Regions from separate parts of the Mus musculus genome. Here all the other regions are linked to region 1. The links are chromatin contacts, called in public promoter capture Hi-C maps. All regions are on one chromosome and are shown on one strand. The core of a region is the stretch at or near the end of the contact, and the rest is flanking DNA. Distances in the headings are between cores, read along the strand shown.

Region 1 (3,138 bases), core at 414-2,913:
GAGCAATGTGTGTGTGTGTGTGTGTGTGTGTGTGTGTGTGTGTGTGTGTGTTTTGTTTGAAGGGATCATATCTTCTATAACACCTATCTCAAAAAAGAACCATTCCTTCCCAATGAGCTCCGACCTCTCTGGGAGATAAAGAGAATGTCTCACCCTAGGAGATGAGAATGTCCCACCTTCAGAGATGACAAGAATGACTCAATCTGAGAGCCTAAGAAATTTACTATCTTACAGGTGAGTAGTTGGAACCCAGGTTGAGAGGCAGGAACACATCCAGGCTTCAGAGTCCTGACAGTGAGAATCCCAGATAGGTCACATGTACTTGACCCCACAAAAGCTTCAGACTCCCTGTGACTTATTTACTTCCCTCAGTTCCTTGCCATCTTTGACTCCCCTCATCTCTGGAGTTTCCTCAACAAATAACCTAACTCAGACAGGTTCCCAGGGTCACTTCCTCAAGATGACTTTCCCCACCACTTATGCCCATAAAACACTCACCCCGTCGTCTAGCAGCCTTCTCCTGAAGAGAAACTGTCATCTGTGTAAATTCATCATGCAGGTAGCTCCTCTCATCATAGTCTGAAGGTAGATGAGACACCATGGCACAAACCTGGTTCCATGGTGTTCTCTATGTCCCACTCATGGCTGAATATCTCCAAGCCCTGTGATCATCCCAGATTCTATAGCCCCAGTCTATTGTTCTATGTGCCCCACCTAGAGCTCTCTCTCTCTCTCTCTCTCTCTCTCTCTGTGTGTGTGTGTGTGTGTGTGTGTGTGTGTGTGTGTGTTTCCCTAACCCTAACCTAAACCTTCAATCTTGGTATCTCTCCATCCATCTAATCTCTCTCTCTCTAGGCCTGTTACCTGGTACCCTGGATCTGCTTCCTCATCTACATCTTTACTCCAACCCCATTGGTCTCTGTCCCACCTATCTCTAGATCACTGTCTCTCTATTCTTCCTGAAACTACTCTCTGTATCTATACCTATGTCCCTCACTTTGGGACTCTGTTCCTGTCTTATCTCTATGTACCTTACTCTCTGTGTGTCTCTCATCTCTCTGGATTGATTCCTAGCTCTCTGTCCCTCTCTCCAGGTCTCTAATCTCCCCACTCATCTGTGTTCCCAATCCATATCCTCTCTCTGAGCAATGCTTCTACTTTTCCATCTCTTTCCCTTACTGTCTTTAGACTCTCTCTGAGGCACTGTTTTGTCTGTCTCCACCCCACTCTGGACCTGTTTCCTTCCATTGTTTCCACCTGTCTCTCTTCTCTGTGTCTATGTCATGATCCTGTACTTGGCTTTTCTTCTTGGAGTAGCTCAAGGAATCTCCTTCCCCTCCCCAGGGCCCTGGTTCAGGAAGGAGGGGCTCCTCACTGATTTTCATGTCTTTGAGATCTTCAAAAGCCCCTTCAAGCTCATTTCTGCACAGGTTTATCTTGGTTTCCTCTCTGCCCACAAACAGCTGGCAGACACGGAGGCGTTCCTCATAGGTAGTGAAGCAGAAGAGACAGGCCCACGTGGATGCCCTGAAGATCAGCAGGAACAACAGGACAATGCTCCCTACTAAGGAAATAAGACCCATAACAGAGGGTCTCCGGGTCTGAGGAGAAGATAGTGACCTTTGTGAGGTCATTGTGGGGGAGGGGGAGCCTGTGATCAGAGATTGAGTTTCAAATGATGGTCAAGCATCAGGCTCCAGCTAGAGGAAGGTTGCCAGGGGTCACCTGAAATCCCTAAATTTGTGGCTGGGCCAGGCGCCAGGCTCCCAAGAACCTCACCTGTGACCCTGGACGTCCTCACAGGTTAAAGGGTCTCAGGGACCCAGAGGCCGGCAGTGTAGCTATGGTGGACCAGAAAAACCCTTTTCCCCAGAGGTGGGAACGGGGAAGCGAGACAGAAACAGATACCCTAAGCCCCAGAAGATAGAAAGGAACCAGGAGATGCCTCAAAAAGCTCAGAAACCCAGTGTCACAGAGATACATTCACAGCACTAGAGAAACAGAAGCTTCTAGAACCCTAGAGACATTGGCATAAGAGACAGAGACAGAAAATTCGAAAATCTCAAGATGGCATAGAGACTGCAAAGAAAAGGGATAGGATAGAATGTGAACAGAGAAGACACCCCAGCTCCTATCAAGAACTCTTGGGCAATGGTGTGGACCTGGGGTCCCCGCCGGCCCCTTCCAGTGCAGGGCGCAGCCTGGGGAAAGCTAGGAGGCCGTATAGTGATCTCCTCGGGTGTCTTCCTCAACTATACAACCTCCTACCTCAGCCCGGGGGGCGCGGCAGGTGGGCAGATTGACAGATGGATTGATGGGAGACCAGAAGTAGGGAGGGTGGGGAGGGCCGGGGAGGTCCCAGCCGCGATGGTGAGCCCCCGACACGGACCCACAGACACGAGCTTGTGTGCGGCGAAGGCCCCGCAAGGTCGGTTCTACGGGTGGGTGCCAGGACCCAGGAGTCCGGGCCCCCGGCCCCCTCCTCCCCAAGGAACCCAGGAATTCAGTCCCAGCCCCAAAATCTAAGCCCCAGCCCCCCTCTTTCAAGGCCAGAGATCCAGACCTCAGCCCTCCTCCCTCAGTCCCAAAGCTTCCTCCCTTAGACTAAGGGGTAGTGGTCACAGCCCTCCCTCCCACAGATCCAGGGAAGCAGACCCTGCCGCCTTGCACTCAATTCTCCTCAGTCCAGACCCAGGGACTCAGTCCCTAACCCTCACAGTTCTCCTCCACCCCATAGCCCTCCCCGGCAGACTCAGGGTCCAACCAGGCACATCCCTTAGAGAAGACAATCTGGTTAGAGACCTGACTTCTGCACTGCAGAAAGGATGTATCCCCGTTTGTCTTGGCAATCTGAGCCCCTTCTGTAACCCCTAAAGGTTTCATATCCCAGGCCTGAGTTAAAGGCCTTCTGAGTATCAGAAGTCCTCATGGGTCTCATGGAATAATCCTATCTTTTCCAAAACCATTCTCAACCTTTGGGGTGATAGCTATGGTCAAGGAATAATGACACCAACCAGGACCCTGTCTCCTCAACACCTCCCAACTCAGAAATGAGGTCGCTCCCAGCACACAGGAGCCCCCAGAGGGGAAGCCACTAGACCAAAGTCAGTTGTCGGCAGGTGGGAGGAGCCCTAGGAC
Region 2 (3,138 bases), core at 367-2,866, 3.7 Mb before region 1:
GATTCCCTCAAAGAGAATACTCTGATTTCCAGACTCTAATTTACAACATTAAGAATTCAGCAGAGGGGTTGGAGAGATGGCTCAGCAGTTAAGAGCACTGACTGCTCTTCCAGAGGTCCTGAGTTCAATTTCCAGCAACCACATGGTGGCTCACAACCATCTGTAATGGGAATCCAATGGCCTCTTCTGGTGTGTCTGAAGCCTGCAACAGTGTACTCACATATATAGAATAAAAAAATATTAAAAAAAAAAAAAACTCAGCAAAAGTGTTGGGGTCCAAGAGTTGCCCAACAAACCACACAAACAAATCCTGATCTCTGTAAGCCATCTGATCCTTGATGGTTTTTTGAAGGCACAACCTAAGACTCATAAGTCAGGTAGTAGACTTCAGGGGCTGAGCAACTACACAAATATCTTTTCCTGTAAGCTTATAAAAGGAGGAAAAAAACCCAAAGAACAGAAAGCACAATGAGATCACATTCAGGTGCAGGAAGGGCTCTGCTCTGACTCAAGCCATTTTAGACTAACAGTTCATGTTGACCTTTAATTTGATAGGTCCTACGTAAGGCTTTGTGGAAATTCTTAAGATTAACAAACCTCAAACAGAACATAACAGGATACGTGATCAGCATGACCTTGCTCTGAGTCAAGTTATTTTTCTGTGTCAGTGACTGGCAGGCATGTTACAGCAACAATCTGAAATAGCTGGCATGCATGGAACAAAATGGCTACAGCTATTCTGAGATGGGGCAGACCTCAACAAGAAGACACATTTTTTTTTCTTTTTCTTAGCTGGCTTTCCTTCCTTGATTGTTTGCTTTCTTCCTTTCTTCTTTCCTTCCTTCATTATTTATTCTCTCCTCCTCTTTTTTTTTTTTTTTTTTGTAATTATTTTTATTGTTTTGTTTTTTGAGACAGTGTCTCACCATATAGCTCTGGCTGTCCTGGAACTCACTATATAGCCTTTGCTCCTGAGTGCTGAGATAAAACGTGAGTGTCACCAAGCCTGGCGCCACTCTTTTCACAATTTGCATCACAGATTGCATACGTTCCCGATGGAAAATTAATAGTAGATAGACAGTTTACTTTTAAAACTTAATTTTTACATCCATACCAGTAAAACTCACAACAAACAGTACAATCAAATTCATTTAAGTTTGCAGGAGTTCCTTTCGTGACTAAAAGCTCATGGGGAATCCACCACATGCCACTTTCTTAAATAGAGAAGTGGTAGAATACGGAAGTTAGTATGGATGATTGTAAATTTCAATAGCTTTGTCCTTTCCGTCATAGCAAAGAGAGCTGCGTTTTCAAATATTAACTGATAAATTCAAATATTCTACTAGATCAGCCAGAAGGTCAATAAAAAGAAATAGTATTATTCCAGTTAATATTACTGAAAATTTATCGACGAGGGTCTGACATCCACAGCACAATTTTGAGAGTCGTTATCCTTATGATCAGAGGGGAAATTGATCCCGCTCTGCTCCCCTCCCACTCCTGCCCATTCCCCAGCCCCGCCTCAGCTCCTCGGACCTGGAAGGTTCGAGCGCCTCCCTCCCTTGTCCCCACCCCCACTCCCACTTCCTCTCCCCCATCCCCCGCTGCTGCCTCTGCCAGCTGCTAAACTGCTGACTCTCCCAGGATGCTCAAAAGGTACCTGCGGTATAGGTAAGTTTTCCGGTTCTGCGAGCCCCGCCGTTTCCTCCATACTCAGGTCTCCACCACGCGATTCCACACTGTGCAGCCGCTCTACCCCTCAACCCCAACCCCAGCTCAGTCTTGTACCGGATTCTTGACACTCCAGACTTTGACTTTTTAGTCCCACTTCCCAAGCTAACACACCTTGCTTCCTAGCTTCCCTGGCCTCAGTCTTCTAATCCCACCCACACTACACCCTTCCTCTACACCCAGCCAATGTACCACATCTTCCATCCTCTATTTCTGGGCGAGTGGGCCCGCCCAGCGGAGACCGGCCCCTCCCACTCTGTCTCAGGCTTCTTTCTGCCACAGCTCTTCCCTTCAGGTTGCTCTGCACAGTCTCCCCACACTCTTGCAGCCAGTCTAGACCAGAACTATATCTGGTAGGACCCTGCACCCCGATATCTGATCCCCATAGTGAATTCTGAATCTTTCAGATGCAAAACAGACAACCTAAGATCCCCATCTCACTATCATCCTCTCCACCACATACTGCATACCAAACAACAGGCTAAATTCGGATGCCAGAGTCCCATCCCCAAAACACAAACATGAGAAACCAAAACCAAATACTTCAATTTTGATTTGGAGAGAGACTTTTCAGGAACGTGGATTTGGGGGAGGGGGGAGGTTGTCTCAAGAACTCAGTGGTCAGTGTTGGGGTCCAGCAGTAGCCCTACATGCCACACAAACCCTGATCTCAGTCAGACAAGGACAGATAATTGGATGCATACCCTAAGACTGATCAGAATTTGGGGGCTGAGCTACAACCACAAACACTTCTCAGGACTGGTTTAAGAATGAAAAAAATCACAATGCGCTCATATGCAGGTGCAGGAAGTGCTGACCTGTGGTTTTCTCTGACCCAAGCTATTTTTGCTAGCCAGACAGAGCAGTTCTATCTGACCTTTATTCTGATTGGTCCTAAGTGGAGCATATAATTTTCAAAGTTCTTAAGATTAACCAACTTCAGAACACACAGAAGATAACAGGGTATGTGGAACACGACCCTGCTCTGAGTCAAATTATTTTTCTGTGTCAATGACTAACTGGCATATTACAGAAACAATGTGAAATAGCTGGCAGGCATGGAACAAAATGGCTACAGCTATGTTACAGGGACAGACCTCAACAGTCAGGACTGAATTCATACTTCATTGAACTTCTTTCACCACTAGATGGCGGACATGTCATTTTAGTAAAGCAGAAACAAGTTTGTCTTCATGATTCCAAAAGTGCTTTGAGATAAAACCTAGAACTAACTCTCTCTCTCTCTCTCTCTCTCTCTCTCTCTCTCTCTCTCTCTCTCTCTCTAGTACAGTGGTGTACGCAGAGAATCTTGCACGTCCCAGATGCAGAAAATAAGTAAGGTTTGTGGTCCCAACCCTAGAAAAGTCAGTTTTACAATCCAATGTCTAGCTCTGAGAAGCATGGAGG
Region 3 (3,138 bases), core at 349-2,848, 3.7 Mb before region 1:
AACTTTAATGTGAGCACTGAGGAAATAGAGGTGGGTAGAAATCTATGAATTCCAGTCCAGCCTGGTCTACAATGGTGACTTTTCCATAACAGTTTAGTCATGTGTCCATGGGCAGAATGCTTTTCTTGAACCATTAACAAAACAAGATTGCAGATATTTTCTGATGTAGATGAGTTATAATTATTCACAAGATTATTTCTAATATTGTCATATACTATAATTAATGCCTTTTAATTTTGTTTCATTCTCTCTGTCTCTTTCTTTTTGCTGCAAAACTGGGTTTCTCTGTGCAGCCTTGGGTTTCCTTAAACTCATTCTGTAGACCAGGCTGGCAAAGAACTCCACCTGCCTCTGCCTCTGGAGTGTTGGGAATATAGGTGTGTACCACCACCAAATGCTGTCTAACTGTGAAAACCCTGTAGCCTGATTCCCTCAAACAGCATACTGTGATTTTCCAGGCTCTAATTTGCAACATTAAGAACTCAGAAGAAGACAAAAAAAAATTTTTTTTGTCTGACTTGCCTGCCTTCCTTACTTTTTTTCTCTCCTTCCCTCCCTCTTATCCATCCTTCCTTCTTCCTTCCCCTTGTTTGTCTTGTTGTTGTATTTATATTTAAGTTTTTGGAGACAGGGTCTCACAATGTAGCTGTGGTAGTCCTGGAACTCACGATGTAGATCAGGTTGGCCTACAAACTCAGTGAGATCCATCTGTCTTTGTCTCCTGACTGCTGAGATAAAAGATGAGTGTCACCAAGCCTGGCGGCACCCTTTTCACAACGCTATATTTACATCACAGAGTGAATACACAGAGTTTTAGATGAAAAATTAATGGTGGATAAAACGTTGACTTTTAAAAGTTAATGTTTACATCCATACCTGTGGAACTCACAACAAATTGTACTCTTAATTAAATTTGCAGGTGTTCCTTTCATGACTAATATCTAGAAGCTTTCATGGAATCATAGTCCCTAGGTCCATATGCCACTCTCTTGAATAAGGAAGTGGTAGCACACGGAAGTTAGTATGGATAATCGAAAATCTCAAGAGCTTTGTCCTTTCCACCATAGCAAAGAGAACCGCGTTTGCAAATATCAACCGATAAATTTAAATGTTCTACTAGGTTATTCGTAGGAGAATATGTGGAGGGTAGAAGATCAATTAAAAATAGCACTATTCAGTCAATATTATTGAAAAATGTATCGACGAGGGTAAGACATCCAACAGCACAGTTTTGAGAGCTGTCATCTTTATGAGTTGCGGAGACATTGATCATGCTCTGCTCCACTCCCGCCCGTTCTGCAGCCCCGCAGCTCCTCTGACCTGGAAGGTTCCAGGGCCGCCAGGCTGCTGTTCCCGCCGCGGCGCTGCTGACTCTCCCAGGACGCCCCGCCTGGCACCTGTAGCTTTGGGGGTTCACGGGTCCCGCGAGACCCCGGCCGTGTGCTCTGCAGGCAAGTCTGCACCACGCGACTCCACACAGTGCAGACCCTAGGCCGGAAACGCGTTCTTAACACTTTAGGCTCTGACTATTTAGCCTCAATTCCTTAGGCTCACACACATTGCATCTCAGTATCCCTGCTGGTCACTCCTCTAAACTCGCCCACTCCACACCCTTCCTCTACACCCAGCCAATGTGTAACATCCTCCCATCCTCTGCTTCCGGGTGAGTGGCTCCGCCCCACGGAAATCAGTCCCTCCCACTCGGTCTCAGGCTTCCTCCCACAGATCCAGCTGTAAGGCTGACCTGGCCTTGATCTGCACGGTCTTCCCACCTGCTTGTTGCGAGCCTGGACCAGAACTGGATCTGATATGACGCAGCATCCCGGTATCTGACCCCCATAGTGAGTTCTGAACCCGTCAGATACAAAATAGGCATCCTAACACCCCCATTGGACTATGAGCCTCTGGGCCATATAATATATACCAAAGAGCAAAACAGGCTAAATTCAGATGCCAGAATGCCATCTATTAAAATGCAAACGTGAGAACTCAAAACCATATACTGCAATTTTGATTTGGGGAGAGACTTTTCAGGAACGTGGAACATAGTCTTCGTTTTAAAATAAAGAAAAATCCTACCTGATAAACAGCTTAAAGGAAGAAGCCATTGAAAAGTCCTACCCGCCTATGATGTCTATGAACCACATCAGTGGTCCCCAGTTACCTTTGCATAATTTTAGTTTAATATAAATTGCGGTGTTTTAAGATTTAAACTTCATTAAAAGCTTTTGCAAGTTTCTTAACTTTATGTTTCCATTACTTACACAGTTGTGATTTGTAAGTAGACCTCTGGGGAGTTAACATTTTCTTATACTATAATTGCATGGATTTTCAGAAAAACCAAGATGAAACAAATAATTGAGAAATCAGTAATCAGCTTTAGGGTGCAACTCAGAGTACATGTTTCTGTTTTTAAATATTTTTTCTCAGAAATTGATGAAGAAGAATTTAATGCACTCAGATTCACAATACTTGGGTAAACTAATGTACCATAATGAAGATTACTGTTTTGATGACCCAGACTTTGTAATATTAAAGGCTCCATTTAAAACATCAAAGGCCTTTTCTTTCTTTCCGGGGGGTGGGGGGAAAAAGAGAGAGAGAGAGAGAGAGAGAGAGAGAGATAGAATCACTAGATTCTTCAAAAGTTATTGATGTAAAGCAAATATTCTGCCAGATGTCAGAGTTTCTAGATGATTTGAGGCAGGTCTGCAGTGGACAGCTATTGCTTATTTCTTTCCTCCATTGTCTGAGTTCCACACACTGTTGTGTTTCTTAACTTTCCTTTTACAGTTATTCTCAAGTCAACTCTCTACAATGACTCCTGAGATCATTTACCAGAAGGGTATCAGTGTATCCTCCACTGAGAAGAAAATGAAGGATGTAATATGAATGAATACCTACATATAAGGAAGGCAATTACAGAACAATGCTACTTCATGGACTCACATTAGGTTTATATTTGTAAAAAAAAAAAATTCCAATCTGACATCAGCATAGTCAAGTAAATTTTGTTTTATACTAGTGTTAAGTCACTGTAATTCAGATACAATAAGGTGCAATGTCTTCTAACAGTTACAACAGGCAGGACACCTGTTGTGTCCTGCTCATTCACTTGCCCACCATGGTTGTGGCTAT
Region 4 (3,138 bases), core at 186-2,685, 3.6 Mb before region 1:
TACTGTGCTCAGTCAATAAAGAGGAACAAAACTGAAGACTGTACAATGATCCCCCAAATGCCATTCAGTGTCAGAATATTGAAAAATATTTAGAAAACATTTTCAGTTAGTCTAGCGTGAACCTCACTTCCAATCACAGCTTCTTGAAAACTTATGGGTAGAAATGAAACTGGATGATTGGAATGAGAATAATATACACTAATAAAGTTCTGAACTTATCATGAACTGAAAATGATGGAAGCCTTTGTAGCTTGATCATGGACTTTTTTTTTCTCTCTCTCTCTCTTTCTCTTTAGGACAGCAGCTTGGCCACTTTCTGACCCAAGGGGCTGGAAATGGCAGTTATGGCCCTAAGAGAAACCTGGGGATGATGCTGGGGTAGGAGGGGAGGCTAGTCATTTCAGTGCCTCCAGGGCCTTAAAACCTGGAAATCCCTTCATTACTCAGTGTTAACAGATTACATTGTTCCAGCTTTAATGACCAAGCAATACTTCAGGACCCACTGTTCTTTTCCAGTACGTCATTTCACATGCTCCAAAGACACTATAAACACCCATCCCTCTGCCTAGCCTTCCAACTCTCTTCCCTTTCAGAGTAGCTGCCATTCTGTTTATCTGCAATATATCTCTTGCACGATGTTTGTTGTGTGGTGTGACTTTGTTGTATTGCTTTTGCTCCTGACTGCAAAGATGCCCTTGCTCTTAAAAATTCCTTACATGTTCCTTTCATTACTGATAGTTAAAACCTCTCCGTAGGTGCCAAGTTCCCAGGTATACAAAGAAATTAGTGTGGACTAATGTAAATTTCAGGAGCGTTGTCCTTTCTATCATAGCAAAATAACAAGAACAAAACAAAAACAACAACCAAACCAAACACGTTTGCCAATATTAACAGATAGTTTCAAATACTCCACTAGAGTACTTCTATAAGAAAAATTTGCCAAGAGAATAAATGGAAAAAAAATCAGTATTCATCAACTTAGTATGGTCTAAAATCTATGGGCAAGGGCAAGACATGAAGAGCAGAATTTTGAGAGCTGTCATTTTTATGAGTAGCCGAGGAAATATCTCACCCCTGTCTGATTCCTTCCCTTTCCCAGCCCCTTAGCTCCTCTAACCTGGTAGGTTACAGCCCTCCCCCACTGGGCTGTGGTTCCACCGGTTGGGCTGCTGCCTGCTGACTCTCCCAGGATGCCCCGCGCGGCACCTGAGGCTCAGGGTAGTTTTTTGCGTCCCCTTGAAACCCTTCTTGTATCCTCTGACTCCAGGTCTGCATCACAAGATTCTCCACGGTGCATGCCAGCGAGTTCCTCGAGGAAGACGTCCTTGCCACTTTTGGGTTTGGCTCCTCAGTCAACTTACCTAGGTTCACTAAAGAACAGTCCCAGCTATCACGCCACTCCTCTAATCCCAGCTCCATTCAACACACTTCCTCCACACAACACACTTCCTCCACACCCATATACTGTCCCCAACGGCTGTTTCCGGTGAGTGGCCCCACCCCCCCGGAGACAGGTCCCTCCCTATCAGTCTCAGGCTGCGGTCCACACAGTTCCAGCTGTCAAGCTTCTCTGAACCCGCTCTCCACAGACTCCCCACAAGTTTGCTGTCAGCGTAGACTAGAACTGGATCTGACAGGACGCTGCACCCGGATATCTGACCACCATACTGAGTTCTGAACCCTTCAGATAAAAGATAGCCTTACACCTCGACTTGACTACCAGCCCGTGAGCGACAAACTTATCCCAAACAATCCCAACACACAAAAATGACAAGTCAAAACCAAATCCTGAAAATTTGACTTGCGGAGAGACATTTAAAGAACTTGGATTTTGAAAAGAAATAGGTGTCTCAAGAAGTCAGTGAATTTATCTTGAGCTGCATGGCTTTCACCACTAGATGGTGGTCTTGCCATTTTCCTAATTCAGAGAGGAGTTTGTCTTCTGTGACTCAAGATAAAAGTGCTTTGAGATAAAACAGACTGTACTAACCCAGCATAATCCCAAAGAATAAACTAAACATTTTCTCTCCTGCCCACGAATAAGCTTAGTCTTCACCCCTTATCAAGAAACTTTTCTCTACTACAGAGACCACTGTAAAAAACTACAGTAATCACAATGCAGAGTTGTGATCATTATGGGGTAGGTCATTATGAATGTTTTGTCTACATTGCCCACTATAATAACTATGATCACCTTGTCTCTGGTGATTCGATGCTGCCACCTGGCCTTTGTTACCTTGGGGCAAAATTAAATCCATTACATTTAATTCATTCAATTGAGTAGCAGTATCTCCAACCCTAAGGTCTGGCACAAGGAAAAGGGCAAGAACAAAACTCTTCAAATGTGCTGTTGCCCCTCTCGCCAGTTTTTGTCCAGAGATACTAAGAGCAACAAGCCAGGCAAATCAGTTTTCTTATTTCCCTCCAAATTGTAGAAAACTTCGTGTACAGGGTCACCTAATTCACACCAGTCACAGTTGATGAATCAAGATAATCAAAGGCATTTGCATATAGTTTCCACCACTGGCCTCCTATATTCTCCAAGCTCCCAGGGGAGAAAGTATCTGGAGAAATTTCAGGAGTTGAAGGTGCCTAGTGAATTAGAAGATGCTGACAAATTATTAAACGGATTCCAGATTCTTAAGACATTCATTCTTATACTTCTGCTCCTCTAGAACCAATCCTGGTACCAACTTGTGTCTTAGTTAGGATTCTCTAGAGTCACATAACTTATGGAATATCTCTATATACATTAAGGGGATTTATTGTAATGACTTACAGTCTGTAGTCCAACTAACCCAACAATGGGAAGCTGTGAATGGGAAGTCCAAGATTCTAATAGTTGCTCAGTCCCATGAAGCTAGTTGTTTAAGCTGGTCTTCTATGGAAGTAGGTTTCAACAGATATGCTGGTGAGTGGTTGAAGAAGAGTGAATCTTCCTTCTTCCAGTGTCCTTATGTAGCCCTCTAGTAGAAGGTGTGGCCCAGATTAAAGGTGTGTACTACCACGCCTGGATCTGGGACTTGCTTTGTTCCAGGCCTAGAACTCTGCCTGCTTCAGTGTCCTGGAATTAAAGGTGGATACTACCTTGCCTGGACCTAAGATTTTCATGGCCACTATGCCTCAAGATCTCCATTT
Region 5 (3,138 bases), core at 192-2,691, 3.6 Mb before region 1:
TCTTTAGCCACTGTCTCCTGTCTCTCTAATGTTCTAGGGCACTTGTTCTGCTACACAGGTGAGCAGATGTGGGTGATCAGTGAGCCATGTACATGAGAACGAGATTCATCAGAAAGCACATGGATTTCTACTACAGTACTGTGCTCAGTAGATAAAGAGAGGATTTTATAGTGATATAAATATTTAGAACTCATTTCCATTTAGCATAACTGGAAGCCCACATTCAATCACAACTCAGTTAAAACTGACGGGAAGAAATGGAACTCAATGATTGTGATGACAGCACTATACACTTGTGAGATTCTTAATATAGCATGAACCAAGCAAGACTTTGTCATGCAGGGATCACACAATGCACACTTGTTTTCCAGGACCCTGAAGATGAATAAGGGAGAGAGCAAGCAAAGTATTCTCACGTACAAAAACCAGATTGCTGTAATTCTGCAGTATCCAGTCTCTATATAAAAACCTTCTGACCTTTCAGAAGGCATTCCACCTTTTCCTGGAAGAAGTTCACAGTCACACCACTGTCAAGTATCAACAACAAAACAAAACAAAACAAAACAACAACCTACAGTTTGAACAGTTGTGTTAGTGCACACTTTTGGATTCTATTATATTTGCAGCCATTGCTTTTATGACTAGTATATAAACGCTCTCTAGGGATGCCAAGTCACCAAGTAAGTCCTTGGGTGTAACAGGAGAGTTAGGATGGATGAATGTAAATTTCAAGAGCTTTGTCCTTTTCACCTAAACAAAGTGAACTGCATTTGAAATATCAACAGATAAATTCAAATATTCTAGGTTATTTAATAAGAACATTTGGGAAGCTCCAGGTTCGATTGGCTGTCTTTTCCTGTGCTGCACTGCTGACTCTCCTAGGCTGCAGCCAGGAAACTGTGTCTCCTTTTGTTGTTGTTGTTGTTGTTGTTGTCACTGGGGCTCTGATCTTTAAAGAAGCTCTTCTAAACCCGCCCACTACAACCCCGGTTCTGGTCACGTGGCGCCCACAAACATAGGAAAGGACGGGGCTTTCTTTTCCTTAATTACTTTTGTAGACTCCACTCAACTTTTCTCTTTTCTCCCTCTTACTGGGCCAGGCAGTATCCCCGCCCCCCGGATAACCACCACCAAGACCCTAGTTTCCCAGCCCCGCAGCTCCTCTGACCTGGGAGGTTCCAGACCCGCCGGGCTACGGTTCCCCGGCTGAGCCACAGACTGCTGACTCCAGGATGTTCAAGGCATCTGCGGCATAGGGGAGTTTTTGGGTCCTCACAGGACCCCAACCTGTGTCTTCTATACTCAGCTCCGCACCATTCGATCTCACACGATGCAGACCTACAGCTCCTTCAGGTAATGGGCCCTCGCCATTTGGACTTAGCCTTTTCAGCTCAACTTGTCTGGCCTCACTCAGTGTACCATCTTTTTACTTCACACCTCTAACCACGCCCACTCTATACACTTCCGCAACCACCACCCAATGGACATCCACCTTCTATTTCCGGGTGAGCGGCCCCGCCCGTCCCCGTGGAAGACAGTCCCTCTCACCCCAGCCCTGGCTGTCTTTCCTTAAGGCATTTTTGCCTTAGGGAGGGTCATATCAGTATCTTAGATTTTGAAAAGATTGAGGGAAGTCAGTGGTCAGCCCTTTGCTACTAGTCCCGAGCTGAATTCATCCCGCGATGTACTGCTTTCTCCACTAGATGGTGGTCTTGTCAGTACTGATTCAGAAACAAGTTTGTCTTCTGTGACTCATGCTAAAGGTGCTGTGAGGTAAAACAGATTTCTGGTGGATCCAGAGATTTTCCTTGTCCCAGATGCAGAAAACAAGTAAGGTACATATAGCTCTAGTCCTAAAAAAAGACGTTAAACCAGCTCATCTATAGGTCTGGGAATACTGAGGAAGAAGAGGTGTTAAGAAATAAGGGAAAGAAAAGGAAAGACCATTCTCTAGACTCCATATGATTGTAACCAGTAACCAACAACTGTACTTACAAGTACTAGCTTCACACAAGGCCACAGTCAATCTAGGAAAACTAAAAGGCACACTTTTCCCCTCAGATATTGTCCAAGTGTTGCAGGATATTTGATCACACTGTGAATCTGGGATTGTGCTATCGTGTAGCTCTGCCCTTAACACACACTAATCCCTCTGGCTGGAATACAAACACACCCTTAGTACACCCCTTTAATCCCAAACAATGAAGGTAAAGTTAGTTTGTGGAAGGAAGCTCCCTTGTCTGAAAGTGATGTCTAATTGGTGGGTAGACATAGTGAGAAATCAGAGAAAGATCTGACAAAATAGGATATGCCCAACTCTCATGAGAAGAGGGAGGAAAGAGAAGATATGTAAGGGGCAGTAAGAGAGGAAGGAGGCAGTTTTTATCAGGAGAGTTTTACAGAGACAGGTTGAAGAGGGAACAAGCTACACACAGGTGAAGAAAGAACAAGCCAGAGAGTGAGAAAGAGCCAGAAGATCAGAACATATTCCCAAAATTAGTGTGAAGCCAAGTAGAGGCAATCAGTGGAGGCCAAGAAGGAGAGAAAGCTAGATTGAATCAGTGAGTTTGGAGAAGAGCTTGAGCCAGAACAGCTGAGAAGAACCAGCCAGCAAGAGATTAGAAAAAAACAAAAACAAAAACAAAAACTAAAAATGGTTGAGATTATTCAGCAGCAAGTCTCAGAAGCTGAATATATTCTAGGCCTAGCTTGGATTGTACAGAGGCTAGAAGCATCCAGGTCTAGGCCTACCTAGGTTAGTAGATGAAAGTAGTAAGTGTCGGAGACACCAATCACTTTGGTGAAGGAAAAATACATTCACAGGTATGTGTAGGCTCTAGGATTAGACTTGCTGCACATCAGGCTCCAGGACATAGCCCTTAAAAACACAGTCTCACAAATGGCTCTGGTTCATCTCAGTGAGTCCCAGGTAATATGACTAGAGATGAACACAACAGAGAATTTTTCGGATTGTGGACTAGAATAGCAGAGTGGCAGATGAGAGTGAGCAGCACTTCACACACACACACACACACACACACACACACACACACACACACACGAACACACACACACACACACACACACACACAGACACACACAGACACATGCACAAACACTGTGTGTTCGTGTTTGTGT
Region 6 (3,138 bases), core at 369-2,868, 3.2 Mb before region 1:
AAATAAAGAAAATATCTCATAAAAATGTCTATAAAATAATAATAATAAAAAAGATATGAGTTAAAGTACTTAAGTTGGTGCCTGAAGGAGAAAAAACATCACACATTTACTGTGACCGGAGGCAACACATTCTATGCTAAAAGTTAAGTGTTAGGGGGTTAGAAGAATCCCACAGCTCCTCCACACATTACCCCTGTCAAAGAAGGGTGACACTGTCTAAAAAATCTCACATTAGTTCTGGCTGTATAAGGACTATAAAGGATCAGTAAACACCAACAGTATTTATTCATTGAGAAAGTGTCTTAGTTATTTGTCTTAGTATTCCACGCCACCTTTAAAGTCTCCATTTTCCTACCCCAGCTTTCTTCCCACATGCTGGCATTACTGATCTGTGCCACCATGCCTAACACAATACCAGTTAATGCCCATCAGATCAAGTTTTGCAACTCTCTTCCATACCACTAAAATTCAAACAAAAATTAAGGGTTTTTTTATTTCAACAACAAAGACAAGCTCAGTAATAATAACCTTACTATTCCATCAACTTCTGCTTTATCCAGCCTGCCCCTCCCTCATTCTGCACTATCTTATTCACACTTTCTGAAGGGACTTTGCCAGCTCCAGCATGGTGACCATGACTCTGGTAGGCCTTGCCCCTTTCCTCTCTCTGCCTTGCTAAAAACTCTCAGATTACATTCCTAAAGCTACACCCAAAGTCTATTCCTTTATTTGGCCAATTCCTCCTCCTGACACTTACTATGAAGGCCCAGCTATCAAAGCATTGAAGTCTGGCAACCGAAAGGCACCTCTGGCTCACCTAATTAATGTGCCAGCTAAACACCTCGTCCTAATAAGGGGATTCTCATTTTACCTCTATAAGCCGCCATTTGCCTATGGGTCACATCTGTCTCCTCTCTATCTAGAAACAGTCATTTGTCCCACTTCTGGACAAATACTCCTAACCCCTCTCTCTTGCCCCTTTCTGCCCTCTTCTTTGTTCCCTTCCCCTTCTTCCTCTATCTCCTGTCTCTGACCTTTATCCGGGCCTTCTGTACCTCTAAGACAAATAAATCTTTGTGCTGAGAACTTGGTCTGAGAACTTGGTCTTGGAAGTTCTCCCCAGATACTTTCCCTTTCGCTTCCATCGCCTGCTTTTCTTTCTGTCACACATTATGGCAGTTTAGCTGTTCTCTCACCCTCCTCTCCACTCTTGCCAGCATCTCCAGACCCTGCTTTCTTTTTCCTTTCCACCAGGCGCCGCGGCAAGCTGCTCCTCTGCTATTCTGTCACCCGCGGCACTCTCTAGTACCGCATCACCTGGCACTGCCCGCACAAACGATAGTCATGTCTCCTCCCCGACCGCTGAAGCTTTTGAATCCGTGCCCCCGCTCCTTCCTGGCTCCATCCCCTCCCCTGGCTCCGCTGCCATCTCTCTCTCCCACGTTCCTACTTCCTCAGTCTCGCAGCTCTCCGCGTCACCGAGTGGAGCTTTGCACACAAGATGGGGACTCCAGGGCAGAGGTCCGGGTTCTGAGTGCCAGCAACCGGCCTAAAGAATCTGGGAAAACTCACCCAGCTACAAAATTTATGCAGAGCAAAACCGCTTCCGGGTCGCTGCGCAGGAGTGCATTCAGCATTCGCGGTCAGATCCGGGGTAAAATAAGGCGGGACCAGAGAACAAGTGATTGACGCTAACAAGGGGCGGTACCTAGAAAGGAAGCTGCTCTGAGAAGGAAATTTTAGGGCATGCTGGCCACTGCGTGCTAGTGGGACTTGGAACAGGAAACTGTTGCTTGGAGGGGACAGTATTTAAAGAAATGTTTATGGGCTAGAGAGGACCTGAATGCTGAGAATGGCGTGGTGAGGGCTTAGAACTGTTTCGGAAAACAGCGGGGTGGGGGTGGAGGGTCAAACCAAATAATGGACTAGAAGGGAGTGTGGGGATGCATTGGAGAGTAGGATAGTGCTCAAGTACAAGTGGGCATGGGTCTGGCTCTACAAGGGGATTCAGAGTAGGTTGTGTTCTTGGTGCACAGTTCTCAGTCCCTCCTTATTCTCCCACAGGTTCCTAGCTCTAAGGAGCAGGGCTCCTGAGCATTGTCAATCAGTAACCATGCATAGGTAGGAGAGTCGGGGACGATGGTGAATATAAGCAAGCATTGATTTTATTTTTAATTCGAAGAGTTTTATATATAAAAACAATTACCTATTTTAAAAGTTATATTTTCTGTTACAAAAGAGAATTGCATTCACAAAGGTCATGAACGATTGGCATTGAAGATCGATTCTTTTTTTAAGTGCCAACTTTTCTCTTTGTAATAAAAATAACAATTTAAAAATATTTTAAGTGCTTTTTGGCTTGAAAGTTTGAAACAGCATATAAGCTATTTTGGCATTCTCATTGAAAGTTCTTACTGTATCTACTTTAAATAGAAACAAACTCTTGCATACAAGTACATGTGTTCTAAAGGATGTTTGTGACAGCAGTCTGCAGATGTAACTGTCAAAGGTCAGCGGGAATAATTTGAGGAATGGCTAATGAAAAATATTTCTTCTCATTTCCACCATGTAGCATATCTACAGTTCATCAAACATTTCCAAAGGAAGTACACATAGAATTCAACAAACTATCACCAGTATAGAATAATGAGATGCACTGAGTTTCCCTGGTACTTCACCATTGCAAAGTACTTTCAGATACATACTTTTAAATATATAATGAATAGTAATCATTTCACCCTACACTACTGTCTCATGATCCCTACTACTTCCTGCTGAACATTTTAATATATGCATTATGTTAGTAGAAAGTCATTTGCTATTCATCCTATTGAAAGCAGTTGCTCAGAGTCTGGACATCCTCTCTGCAAATGTCCTTCAAAATGCCATGTCCTTGGGCAGGTTGCCCCCCTAAATCTGAAGCAGAGGTAAGAAAAAGAGAAGAGGAAACAAAGATATTTAAAATATGGTATTGCTCTTGAGAACCACTAGAAGGTGAACCATTTCCATAAGGATTCTTTTATCTCATGAATATGTGCCTAGGGTCCTGTACTGGCTGGTTTTGTGTGTCAACTTGACACAAGCTGAAGGTATCACAGAGAAAGGAAACTCCCTTGAGGAAATGCCTCCATGAGATCC

The links. Promoter capture Hi-C pulls out the DNA fragments that hold promoters and counts their contacts.
Region 2: a contact with region 1 is called in a promoter capture Hi-C map of second pharyngeal arch cranial neural crest. The contact joins the promoter of 9330136K24Rik here to the promoter of Spaca6 in region 1. A contact is called at or near these places in 6 of 39 promoter capture datasets (cranial neural crest, frontonasal cranial neural crest, hematopoietic stem and progenitor cells and 3 more) and 2 of 484 Hi-C or Micro-C datasets (cerebral cortex and nephron progenitors).
Region 3: a promoter capture Hi-C map of second pharyngeal arch cranial neural crest shows a contact between it and region 1. The contact joins the promoter of Zfp53 here to the promoter of Spaca6 in region 1. A contact is called at or near these places in 7 of 39 promoter capture datasets (the 3T3-L1 cell line, cranial neural crest, frontonasal cranial neural crest and 4 more).
Region 4: a contact with region 1 is called in a promoter capture Hi-C map of second pharyngeal arch cranial neural crest. The contact joins the promoter of Zfp54 here to the promoter of Spaca6 in region 1. A contact is called at or near these places in 5 of 39 promoter capture datasets (cranial neural crest, frontonasal cranial neural crest, maxillary cranial neural crest and 2 more).
Region 5: a contact with region 1 is called in a promoter capture Hi-C map of pre-B cells. The contact joins the promoter of Zfp677 here to the promoter of Spaca6 in region 1. A contact is called at or near these places in 4 of 39 promoter capture datasets (cranial neural crest, frontonasal cranial neural crest, maxillary cranial neural crest and 1 more).
Region 6: a promoter capture Hi-C map of second pharyngeal arch cranial neural crest shows a contact between it and region 1. The contact joins the promoter of Zfp160 here to the promoter of Spaca6 in region 1. A contact is called at or near these places in 7 of 39 promoter capture datasets (cranial neural crest, frontonasal cranial neural crest, hippocampal neurons and 4 more).

What each region holds. Positions count from the first base shown.
Region 1 is chr17:17,829,500-17,832,637 of GRCm38.p6, reverse strand. Spaca6 (sperm acrosome associated 6) reads right to left here and starts at 1,663. Exons shown (of 9, transcript NM_001162909.1): 1 at 1,376-1,663; 2 at 499-579. The coding sequence starts at 1,634. Mir99b (microRNA 99b) reads right to left here and starts at 2,450; the gene lies at 2,381-2,450. It overlaps Mirlet7e (microRNA let7e), which reads right to left and starts at 2,286; the gene lies at 2,194-2,286. Mir125a (microRNA 125a) reads right to left here and starts at 1,826; the gene lies at 1,759-1,826.
Region 2 is chr17:21,534,356-21,537,493 of GRCm38.p6, reverse strand. 9330136K24Rik (RIKEN cDNA 9330136K24 gene) reads left to right here and starts at 1,616. Exons shown (of 3, transcript NR_131123.1): 1 at 1,616-1,671; 2 at 3,023-3,066. It overlaps Zfp52 (zinc finger protein 52), which reads right to left and starts at 1,955. Exons shown (of 5, transcript NM_144515.2): 1 at 1,661-1,955.
Region 3 is chr17:21,487,448-21,490,585 of GRCm38.p6, reverse strand. It overlaps Zfp53 (zinc finger protein 53), which reads right to left and starts at 1,598. Exons shown (of 5, transcript NM_013843.3): 1 at 1,321-1,598.
Region 4 is chr17:21,421,541-21,424,678 of GRCm38.p6, reverse strand. It overlaps Zfp54 (zinc finger protein 54), which reads right to left and starts at 1,435. Exons shown (of 5, transcript NM_001379357.1): 1 at 1,362-1,435.
Region 5 is chr17:21,382,051-21,385,188 of GRCm38.p6, reverse strand. Zfp677 (zinc finger protein 677) reads right to left here and starts at 1,441. Exons shown (of 4, transcript NM_172486.2): 1 at 1,169-1,441.
Region 6 is chr17:21,007,421-21,010,558 of GRCm38.p6, reverse strand. It overlaps Zfp160 (zinc finger protein 160), which reads right to left and starts at 1,618. Exons shown (of 5, transcript NM_145483.2): 1 at 1,573-1,618.